Linked DNA regions of Gossypium hirsutum: all the other regions are linked to region 1. A link is a contact called in public Hi-C data. All regions are on one chromosome and are shown on one strand. Each heading gives the region's core, a stretch centred on a gene start, on an enhancer-like site or on the middle of the called end of the contact. The rest is flanking DNA. Distances are from core to core; before and after follow the strand shown.

Region 1 (2,700 bases), core at 12-2,511:
GCATCCACAATATGTCTTTGAACTTCGGCCTTGGTAAACTCTGCTCCAACCCCACGAGCCCCACTCCCCATTGACTTACAACACTCGGCTAAATTCGCTTGCTTCCCTAACCAATTCAAGACCTTCAATCCATCGTCAAAAGCAGCCGGATACTTATTCTCCGGCGCCAACCTATAACCAACGGCCACAACTATAACATCACACAATTTCGCTATCCTCCGACAAAAGAAATCGTTGGCGACCGACTCATTGCTCCCACTAACCCAACCCCCGCCGTGAAACTGTAACATTATCGGTAATTTTCGACATTTTTGAGGTTGTGGTGAATAACCTCGATAAACATTATTGTCGGATCTTGAATTTAACCCATCAAGACTGCTTCTTCTCGAATCATTTCTCGGGGTCCCGGTATCAGAAGGAGCATAGCTGTTCCTCCGGTGATTAATGGAATTGGGATCTAATAGGGAGGATCTGAGGTGGGATTTGGGGTGGGATTGTTCGGGAGGGGAAAGAGACGATTCGGGGAGGAAGATCCGAATACAGAGGGCAGTAAACGGGTCAATGTGAATGTCTTTAGTGGCGACACCGTCGGTGAAACAAGGATTGGGAGCGGAAACGGATTCTTCGGGTCGGGTCGTGACACCGTAAGGATTGGAGGATTCGTCAATAGGATCTTGAATCCAGCTTTGCAAACGCTGCTTCAAGAGGAACTTGAAGAATACACTATATAATTTTACAGCTACGCTTGGCATTTCCCTTAAAATTTTTTTTCTAATTTTTACAACAAAAACAAAAGTTCTTTTTAATGTTTTTCGTCGAAAACAACTTCTGGGTATTGATCTTTTCAACGTTTTTTGTTGATGAATTTGCAGAGCCCCGAAATAAATGAAGATGATGCTTTTCCCTTCCCTTTTTTTTTTCTTTCCAATTCTGAGGTTTTTTTCTTCCTTTTTTTATTTTTTATTTTTCCTGTTTTTGGGTTTTTTAAGGTTGAGATAAATTCAAGGTTTTTGGAAGGGGAAAGAAAAGTATGAAACTGTGAAATGGGTTAATTATAGGTTGAAATTTGACATGGGAATTGGGTGATTAGGGTTTATAAAAACTGGGAAATTATGCTTGAAATCTGATACCATATATTTCAATGGCAGACCAAATGGAAGTGTAGAATGAAAGAAAGAAAAGAAAAGAAAAGAAAAGGGAAGCGAAGAAGAGGGCCCTTGGTTGTATGATAGGTTACAATAAGATCATGCAACCAGCAACTTTAATAAGATGTTCTTTTTTATTTGCTTTTAATGATAGGCTGTTAAACTATGAGGTTATTTTAGTGATAAAAATGTTGGAAAATGGGATTAATATACTTTATATATTATATATAGCCTAATGACTTAATTGACCTCTCAAGTGAGAGGTACGAGAATTAGAAAGGTAGATCTAGAATTTGGGCAAGACAAATTAATTGTAAAGTTGATAACTTCTATTGGGAAATGTTACATTTTGAAGTCCCTATCATTGTGTTTAAATAAATTCTAAGTCCTTCCATACCAAAAAAAAAAAAACATAAAACATATATTTAAAGCCTTTATTTCATCATACCTTTTATATTATGATTTAGAATTTTAATTTTATTCTTAAATTTAAAAAAACTATAATTGAATGTTTAAATTATCATTTGTATCAATTAAATTCTTAATAAAAGTATTATAAATGTCTCTGTATTAATAGTTAAATTTTATTTTGGTCATTTTATTAAAAAAAGTAAATTAATCTATATATATTAAACTAAAAAACAAATTAGTTTTTTCAATTAAAATTTTCATCCATTTTCTAAAGTTAAAAATTAGCATGATTAACGAAATAACTAAACAATTATACATGGCATGCCACATATATCTCATGTCGACGTATAAGGACCAGATTTTTAACAATAGAAATAGATGAAATTTTTAATAGAATAATCAATTTACTTTTTTAACTAACGTACAGAAACTAACTTTTTCGTTTTTTTAATAGAGCAAAATACAACCCCACACCTAATACAAGGCCTCCATAATACTTTTACCTCAAATTCTTTTCTAATTAACTAAATTTAATGTAGAACATATTAAATACATATATATTAATTATATAAATAAATTGGTTTTAACTTGGTAAGAAAAATCTCTTAAATTTTAATAACCAATTATCATTTATGTGAAACATATTTATAACATGATATTCAAATTTTAAATATATATTTATTGTATGAATAAATTAGTTTTAACTTGTTAAGAAAATCTTTCAAATTTTAATTATAAAGATTCTTTTAAAAAATTATGTTTCATAGAAAATTTAAACTTATATTTAACCCATAAAAGATATTGACCACTATAATATTAATACTTTGATAATTCAATTAATATATTTTGAATTTCGTGGCTAATTTAAAATTTATATTTTTTTATATTTGAATATTGCAAAAATATATATTAAAATATGTGGTGGAGAAGTTACTTCCAGAAATATGTTTTCTTTTTTAAATGAGTATCTCGACATCTATGAGTATCAAGGTCAGGGCATTGTCAAATCTCTTATAGAATTCGTGCATTGACTATAAGGAGAAAAGTATTGTGAAGAACAATGTAGAAACATCAACATTCATGGGTGCTGAATTCAAAGCAGGCAACATTAACATAGTATTTATTGCTCGTAGGTCCAGCTAAC
Region 2 (2,739 bases), core at 239-2,738, 190 kb after region 1:
TAATATATTAAAAAATAAAAGGTATTCTTGTTGGTTCAAAATTTTTTTTAAACTTATTTTTTTATATATTAAAACATTACTTTTGAATTTACTATTATTTTAATCATATTATTAATTTAACCAATAATTATCTAATATCTTCTTTTCATGTTCTAGATATTTCGAAGAAAATTACCAGCAACTCATGGCACGATAAATGTGATTTATATTTATGAAATAATTTTCGTTAAATTATTTGTTTTGTTGTAGAAACTTTATGTTAAATAAACATATATAATGTCAGTAATTAATAATAGTATTGACGAAATATTACTACAAATTTTGATACAAACAAACAATATTCTAAAAATTATTTTTTATGTATAGTAATTCATGTTAAAATTGATATTTTAGATATTAAATTCTTTTTATATTAATAAATAATTTTTTATTTAAATTTGATATTTTTTCTAATATGATACTTAAGTTTTTTTTATTATCTAATTTAATTCTTATATTTACAAAATTTATATATTTTGATATCCATTATCTAACTGACTATTATTTGCACTTTCTTTTGTCTATTATTAATTGACCCAATTTAGTCCTTATATTATTAAAAAAATTAAATAAGATTAATTTTCAACAAAATTAGTATTTATTGTTTAAATAAATGTTCATTTACTATTTAATATAATTAATATTTTGAAAATTTAATGATTTTGCAAATGAAGTATTTCGTTTAAAATTGAACCATGAAAATTTTTAATTAATAAATATTAACTCTACAATTTAATTTTATTTAAAAATTTTAATACATAAATTCCACGGACATACTTATATTGATGAGGTTATTTGTTGACGCATTTTGTTGAATTCTGACCAAGGAAGTGGAAGTCCATGATTTAGTCATTGGATTCCTATATGTACAGAATTCATTCAAAAAATAAGTTCATCCCAATAATAATGGTTACACAAAATGGACTCAACTACCACTTAGTGGTAGCTATTTTTTTCTTTAAAATTACAGGATGGATAATTTCGCATTATAAAGACATGAAGTAGGGTGATGCATTATTTTCTCCTTTAATGAAATTATTGAAATTGATACATTCAACCTCCTCTTAACACCCACGATCTTAACTGGATTCGTCAAATCAAGGCCGTTCATCACGTGGAAAAAAAATTCTGATCCGATCTTTATTTTATTGGACAGCGACGGTTAGAAAGGGGCGTCGCCTTTTTATTATTCTCAATTTTCTTTTCTTTTCTTTTTGGGGGTTCATTTGATTCGCAATTTTGTTAGCGCCAATAGTAAATTGGATTTCTTTATAACGTCGTCAGTCGTCACCGTATATTTTTCGTATTTACAATATACTCCTTTGGGATTTTTTTTGTTTCAGCCCAAAATGAAAAAGATATTACTAAAGTATGCAAAAACTATGAGCCCATTTTAGCTATATTTTAAATTAACGGTTATAAATATATTGAGAACAAAGTTGGAGGGGCATGGACATAAATACGGAGAATGAAGGTGGAAAATATGGAAAGGAAAAGACAAGTTGGTGTTTAACTACGGCGGCTGGTAAGAAAAAGATCCCACACATTGAGACAAGGGGAGTTGGTGACAGAACAACAAGAGCGATACAAAGACTGCAATATAACCTCAAGCTCTGACGCCCACTTTTCAAACCTTAACACCAAACTCATACCAACCACTCTCGCTCTATATATCTGCCTCTCTTTCTTTCTTTACAATTCTCAGGTTTCATTGTTCTTTGAATCCTGCTTTCAAGGTTTGTTTCACTTCTTTATCTCAGGTTCTTCATTCTTTCTTCCCAAACATGGTTTTATTGATATGATTGGTTTTCTCATTTGATCTGGGTTTTGAGTTTTTAATGTAAAGTCTGTTTCTTTATGGGATCCATGCAATGAAAAGTTTGCATATTTTTTTGTATGTTTCTTTTGCATGTTCTTCACAAACCTTTGATTTCATATCTTTATTAAGCCAATTGTCATTTAGTTGAGTGAAAGTGAACTCTTATGTCACGCTCTGTTTCAGTTTTGGCAGATTAATCAAATCATTTAATAGATATATGGGCAAAACGTGATTTTATTGAGCTTAATTTCATTGGTTTTCTCCTTTGATTTGGATTCTGAGTCGAGTTTTGAGTATTTCATTTAGAATTTGTTTCTTTTGAAAAGTTTGTAATTTTCTTTAACCTTTCTTTTGCATGTTGTTGATAAAAGTTGAGCAAAAATGAAGTCTTTTTGTTTTGCGTACAGCTTACATTTCTTTGAGTACAGGTCATAAAAGAAACAAAGAAAGGCAAAGCTTAGAAGATGGGATCAGGTGAATGGTGCCTTCAAAAACGAGATAGTTTCAAGAGTGAAACGCTTGTAGGCAATGAGACTGTGCCGGAAATTGGGTGCCTTTCAATTATTGTTCTTGGTGCCTCTGGTGATCTTGCCAAAAAGAAGACTTTCCCTGCTCTCTTTCATCTTTATTGCCAGGTTCAAGTGTTTTAGATTCATTGATCAACTTTGGCTTCCCTGATAAGGCTAACCTTAGATGGTAATTGTGTGTATGCAGGGATTTCTGCCACCAATTGAGGTGCACATTTTCGGCTATGCAAGGACTAAGATTTCAGATGACGAATTGAGAAATCGCATTCGTGGGTGAGACGTCTCCACCTATTACTAATCGGTTTTAGTCCAATGCTTAACATGGTATCAGATTCCAGAGTTTGTTATGTTATT
Region 3 (2,700 bases), core at 88-2,587, 250 kb before region 1:
GAGAAAAAACAAACTAGTGCAAACTAAAGGCACAATAAAGGAAATAAGTTCAAAATCAAAATCCTTTCAGTTTCATCATTATTGATTTTGTTGCATGTTGAACTCAAGAAAAGAGAACCTTCTACCTACTAGTGGCTATCTGAAACAAAATAAACAATGATGCACCTTCCATTCTAAATTGTAACCACAACCTTATCAGCAAAATCTGGGAGGTTTGGTTGGGGGTGCTCTGAAAAATATCTCTTCAAAAGTGTCTTGTCAATCTGCATTCAGTGAAAACAAAAGGTCAAGATAAATATAAAAAAAAAAATGAAACTTAATAGCACAGAACAAAACACACACTATATATTCAAATAAAGACTTAACAAACGGCCATGATAATATACAAAACACACTAAGTTGCAGATGACCTTAGATTCATCAACTGTTATGGGAAGATTAAGAAGATATTGCCCTGCATGTGCAACATCAATCTCCTCATCAGTAGCTATCTTAAAATTACTCTTCTCCATCACCTGTGACACCAAAGGGAATTTCAAATTGCAATGTAATGCGAAATTTGTAATAAAAAAGAGTAGCAGTTGTCGTATTCAAGTTTAGTCATGTTAGGGAAAACATCAGAGACACACTAAACATAAACGAAATTCAAGTCATCAGCTTGTTATTATACAGACTTAATATATATTTCAGTGACAGCATTGTGAATTCCTGTTCCAATTTGGGGTTTTGGAAGAAACAACAACAAGAAGAAGAAGGAGAAGAAGAACACCTGAAATAAATATGTCAAGAAATTCTGTTCAAGTACATCTACTTCTTCAGAAGATAAATTTTGCTGCTGCAATTTCCGAGCCCCATTTACAGGGTCAAAGAGGGAGTATAATTGCTGTGAACATGAATTGAAACTAAAATTAGAACAAAAGGAAAGAAACACGAACAAAAATGGTTGAAGGAATATGTTAGCAATACCATTAAATCTTCAAACTGGAGAAGATACCAAGATCGTATTGTGTACTCCACTCTCTTGCAGAACTTCAGAAACTCAGCCCGATCAGAACTATGTTCTGCAACACATGAAAACAGTAAAGACTCAAGTAAAGAGAGGAAGTGGAGAAATGGGAAGCATACCAATAAGGTTGGCCAAAGTCATGATGAGCTTGGGCTTGAGAATGGGAATGACGGCTTCACGCTCTAGTCGAATTACATCCTTGTTTTTGCTGCCCATTGCAGAGAAGTGTGAGTTTGGGATTCAAAGGCCAAACCGAAAGAAAGGATGAAGAAAATAGAAAGAAGTATATGACTTTCTGAGATTGAGATGAAGAAGGTTAAAGTATGCCGGAAGTCCCTCTGTTATATCGAAAAATGCAATTTAATCCCTATAGATTAAATTAGGCGGAGGGAAATATCCCCTCTTTAACCTTTGTTGGCTTTCGCTCTTGTTAATAGTTAATATCGCGAAAAAAGTTGAATCATTATTTAGAGATATATGACAAGCTTGATTTTTCGAGCGTACAATCCAGCTGAATTTTTATTGACAAAAAAAAAAAAAATCAGCTGAAATTTAGTTGAAATTTCTTTGACAAGAGGGAATTTACTTTTTAGGATAAAAGAGGGTCAGTGTAAAATATATTTATTATTTAGGTCAATTATATCATTAATGGTAAATTTTTATTATGATCACTTAAATTAAAACGTTTTAATTTAATTACAAAATTATTTAAAAGTTTTCAATTAAGTCTTGGGACTCTTAAAATCGTTGCATTTCTCTATTCACAACTAACCAATCAATCATTTTTAATATATTCTTCTAAGGTATATTTTTATACTTATTGATGAGTACTAATTCACCATCTCGTTTATCGAATCGTTGTTTAGAGTTCATTAGCGTAATTAAAAAATAAAAACTTAATTACCTAATGACTTACATAAAAACTTTTGAATAGTTTAATGACTTAAATGAAAACTTTCAAATATTTAAGTGATCAAATTGTAAATTTTTTAGTTAAATGATCAAACCGATAACTTATCCATATTTTAGTGATTAATGGTGTAATTTGCCTATTATTTATTTATGTATTATTTTATTTTATTTATTTTTTACATTTTTAAATATAAAGTAATGAAAATGTTAAGTATTAAAGTATTATAAAATTAAATATATTTTATTTCTTTTTTAAAAAAATATTTAATTTAAATTAAAATTAAGTATTTTAAATTTATATTTGATTCAATTATATATTACTCTTGAGATAAGTTTATTAAATTATATTTATGTAAAATTAATTAGTTATTGTTATTTAAAAGGTTTTAGTGGATTTTTTTATTAAAATATAAAAGTAAAAAATAAAGTAAGAAAGAAAAAAAAACGAATTTATCCCAAAATTATTAATATTAGATTAATAGACCTTGAGAATTTTAAGATTTCATATTTCAATCTCACTTTATATAAATCTTATATGAATTCTCAGTACATATTTATTCTGGTTTATGTGCTAACATATAAGTAATTATAATTTAATATAAACTTACATATATTATTTAAAAAATATTATTATTCAGATGCAGTTTTTGTAATTGCATTTATGACTGTTATAAACCTTAAAATTATATTGTATTAAACATATGATTATATAAATATCAAAGACTCCTACTATACGTGGGCCGATAACTGGCAAGGCCAAGACGCTGTATTGGAAAGGCTTA
Region 4 (2,700 bases), core at 191-2,690, 220 kb after region 1:
TTACCTTTTTATTACTATTATTATTAACTTACTATTATTATTTTTATCAATATAATATTATTTTTTTTATATTATTATTGTTATTAGCACGTATATTATTATTATTAGTGTATCATTGTTATTTTCTATTTTATTATTACTTTTATACTATTGTTTCTATTTTTATTATTTTCATTTTTCTATTTTATTATTACTTTTATACTATTGTTTCTATTATTATTATTTTCATTACTTCCGTTATTATTATCATTATTTTCTATTATCATTAATATGTCGTTTGTTTATTATTATTTTATTATTATTATTATTAACACTATTATCATCATTATATTTATTTTTTTTAATATCATTTCCATTATTTTTTAAATTATTATTACTATTATTTTTATTATCCGTCCTATTTTTAAACTATTTCATTCAATATTTTGTTGTACGTGTGTTTATTTTCCCCCTCCCGAATTAAATTAAATTTTTATTCGAATTTTCTTTGTTATTCTATCTTTTATCTCTATATTATTTTATTTATTATTATTTTTGTCTAGATTTTTCAAGTAAAGGCAATATTCGATACTTGGAAATTCAAGAAATCGTGTCCTAACGTACTAGGTTTCAGTTTTTCGTTTGATCTAAGTAACCGATTATCCTTTTAAAATAAAATACATGAGTTTTAAATAACATAAAGGCAATATTCCGTATTTAAAAATTCGAGTAGTCGTGCCCTAACATACTGGGTTTCGATTTTCCGTTTGATCTAAATATCCAAATATCCTTTTTAAAATTTAAATACATGTGTTTTAAATGAAATAGAAGGCAAGCTCATAATCGAGGGTCGATGTGTTGTGTCCTAACGTACTGGATATAACATTTTATCTTAAGATGAAACGGTCATTGGCATACGTTTTAATTCATCCAAATACTTCAAAAAAACATTAACACTAAGAGGAATCATATTTTAAACTCTTGTCAAATTTTTAATTTTCAACATTAAGACACTGAATAATCAATTAGGTACTAAATTTGGGCGTGACAAGAGTGATAACCCTTCCTCGCACGTAATCGACTCCCAAACCTGTTTTTCCAATTTTCGCAGACCAAAATTGTTGTTTTGATAAATCAATCTGTTTATTGAAAAACGACCACGTTTTGAGGTGACCCGATCACACTCCATCAAAAAGGATCGGTGGCAACTTTAAAATTTCGTTTTAAACAGTCGATTCCCGTTTTTTAAAAAAATAATTTCGACAGCTTAGAAACTCTAAACTTTCATTTTAAAAAGTCGATTCCTATTTTTCAAAAACAGATTAGTCCTAGAAGATATAATCAGACGTGACGAACTTGACTGATAGACTTAAGAAGAAAAGAAGATCATTAATTCATTTATGGATTTATTCATTCTGCACTGTACTCTTTGATTTTACGTTTTTACCCTTGCTTCTTCTTCTTCTCATCATCATCCAAGTGACACGTGAGCTACGACCCCACTTTCCTCGTGAGAATCTCCGTCATTTGCCCTTTTCTATCATTCTGTCACCAACACTTCCTCTCGTATATAAACAACCCTCCTTTTTACTCATTTTTTCCTCTCAATTCTCACTTCCTTTACTTCCGTTCTTTTGCCGTCGTATTTTTTTTCAGAGATTTGTTTTTTTTCGCTTCTTTCGATATGGGGAAGATCAAGATCGGAATCAACGGTACTATTATTATTATTATTGATTTTGTTTTTAAATTATGGATCTGATTTTCTTTTTCTGTTTGGTGAAGGATTTGGAAGGATCGGGCGTTTGGTTGCCAGAGTTGCTCTCCAAAGTGAAGATGTTGAGCTCGTTGCTGTTAACGATCCTTTCATCACCACCGATTACATGGTTCGTACACTGTATTTTCCTTCCTATTTCTCACTTATTTACTAGGTTTTGGCATTAGTCTCCGTGCATGTTTGTATTATATTGGTTTTAGTTTTAAGAAAGCTGATCTGATCTTCTCTGCTCTGAGATGAGTGATGATTTGAATTTTTTTCTTTCTTTCTTTCTTGTGATATGATTCTTGAACTTTTAGTGTTACCTAACAGAGCATGATGAAATAGTTTAAATTTCAACTGGTAAACTGATGTATTTCTTGTTCGATCTTTAAGAGATTTATTATAAACTTACTGGTTCTGCTTAGGTTTTTTTTAGTGAGCGAATCTTGTGTCTAATTTGAAAAGAAAGGATGAAAAATGAAGAACCGTTTTAATCAGTTTTTTTAACGATTTAATTATTGATGTGATTTGATAATTGTATTTGTACAGACCTACATGTTTAAGTATGACAGTGTTCACGGTCAATGGAAGCACCATGAGCTTAAGGTGAAGGACTCAAAAACCCTTCTCTTTGGTGAAAAGCCTGTCACTGTTTTCGGCATCAGGTGATATCATGTGTTTCTTTTTCAAAATGGGTTGTTGTAATTGACTTGAGGAACATGGTGAGTTTTCCATTTAGGAGCTATTTTTTTTATTGGCTTTTGATTTATGCCAGAAACCCTGAAGAAATCCCTTGGGGTGAGACTGGAGCTGATTATGTCGTTGAGTCTACTGGTGTTTTCACTGACAAGGACAAAGCTGCTGCCCATTTGAAGGTTTGTGATAATAATTTGATCCTATGCTTTTTTGGAGTTAAGGCCCCCAAAAGTTGTGTTTGGAACTTGATTTTCTTCTTCTTATCTTCG

Evidence for each region. A called contact is a pair of places that touch in the nucleus more often than the background predicts.
Region 2: a Hi-C map of leaf shows a contact between it and region 1, with 3 times the contacts expected there. The contact joins the promoter of LOC107888699 here to the promoter of LOC107888711 in region 1. A contact is called at or near these places in 3 of 34 Hi-C or Micro-C datasets (all in leaf).
Region 3: a contact with region 1 is called in a Hi-C map of leaf, with 2.7 times the contacts expected there. The contact joins the promoter of LOC107902149 here to the promoter of LOC107888711 in region 1. A contact is called at or near these places in 11 of 34 Hi-C or Micro-C datasets (callus, hypocotyl, leaf and 2 more).
Region 4: a Hi-C map of leaf shows a contact between it and region 1, with 3 times the contacts expected there. The contact joins the promoter of LOC107888701 here to the promoter of LOC107888711 in region 1. A contact is called at or near these places in 3 of 34 Hi-C or Micro-C datasets (all in leaf).

Annotation. Positions count from the first base shown.
Region 1 is chrA09:14,838,119-14,840,818 of Gossypium_hirsutum_v2.1, forward strand. LOC107888711 (probable carboxylesterase 11) reads right to left here and starts at 1,262. Exons shown (of 2, transcript XM_016812887.2): 1 at 1-1,262. The coding sequence starts at 752.
Region 2 is chrA09:15,032,399-15,035,137 of Gossypium_hirsutum_v2.1, forward strand. LOC107888699 (glucose-6-phosphate 1-dehydrogenase, cytoplasmic isoform) reads left to right here and starts at 1,489. Exons shown (of 16, transcript XM_016812871.2): 1 at 1,489-1,775; 2 at 2,287-2,493; 3 at 2,573-2,658. The coding sequence starts at 2,323.
Region 3 is chrA09:14,583,475-14,586,174 of Gossypium_hirsutum_v2.1, forward strand. LOC107902149 reads right to left here and starts at 1,338. Exons shown (of 16, transcript XM_016828372.2): 1 at 1,126-1,338; 2 at 967-1,061; 3 at 770-883; 4 at 411-515; 5 at 192-263. The coding sequence starts at 1,222.
Region 4 is chrA09:15,053,013-15,055,712 of Gossypium_hirsutum_v2.1, forward strand. It overlaps LOC107888701 (glyceraldehyde-3-phosphate dehydrogenase 2, cytosolic), which reads left to right and starts at 1,441. Exons shown (of 11, transcript XM_016812878.2): 1 at 1,441-1,691; 2 at 1,762-1,862; 3 at 2,285-2,400; 4 at 2,511-2,610. The coding sequence starts at 1,664.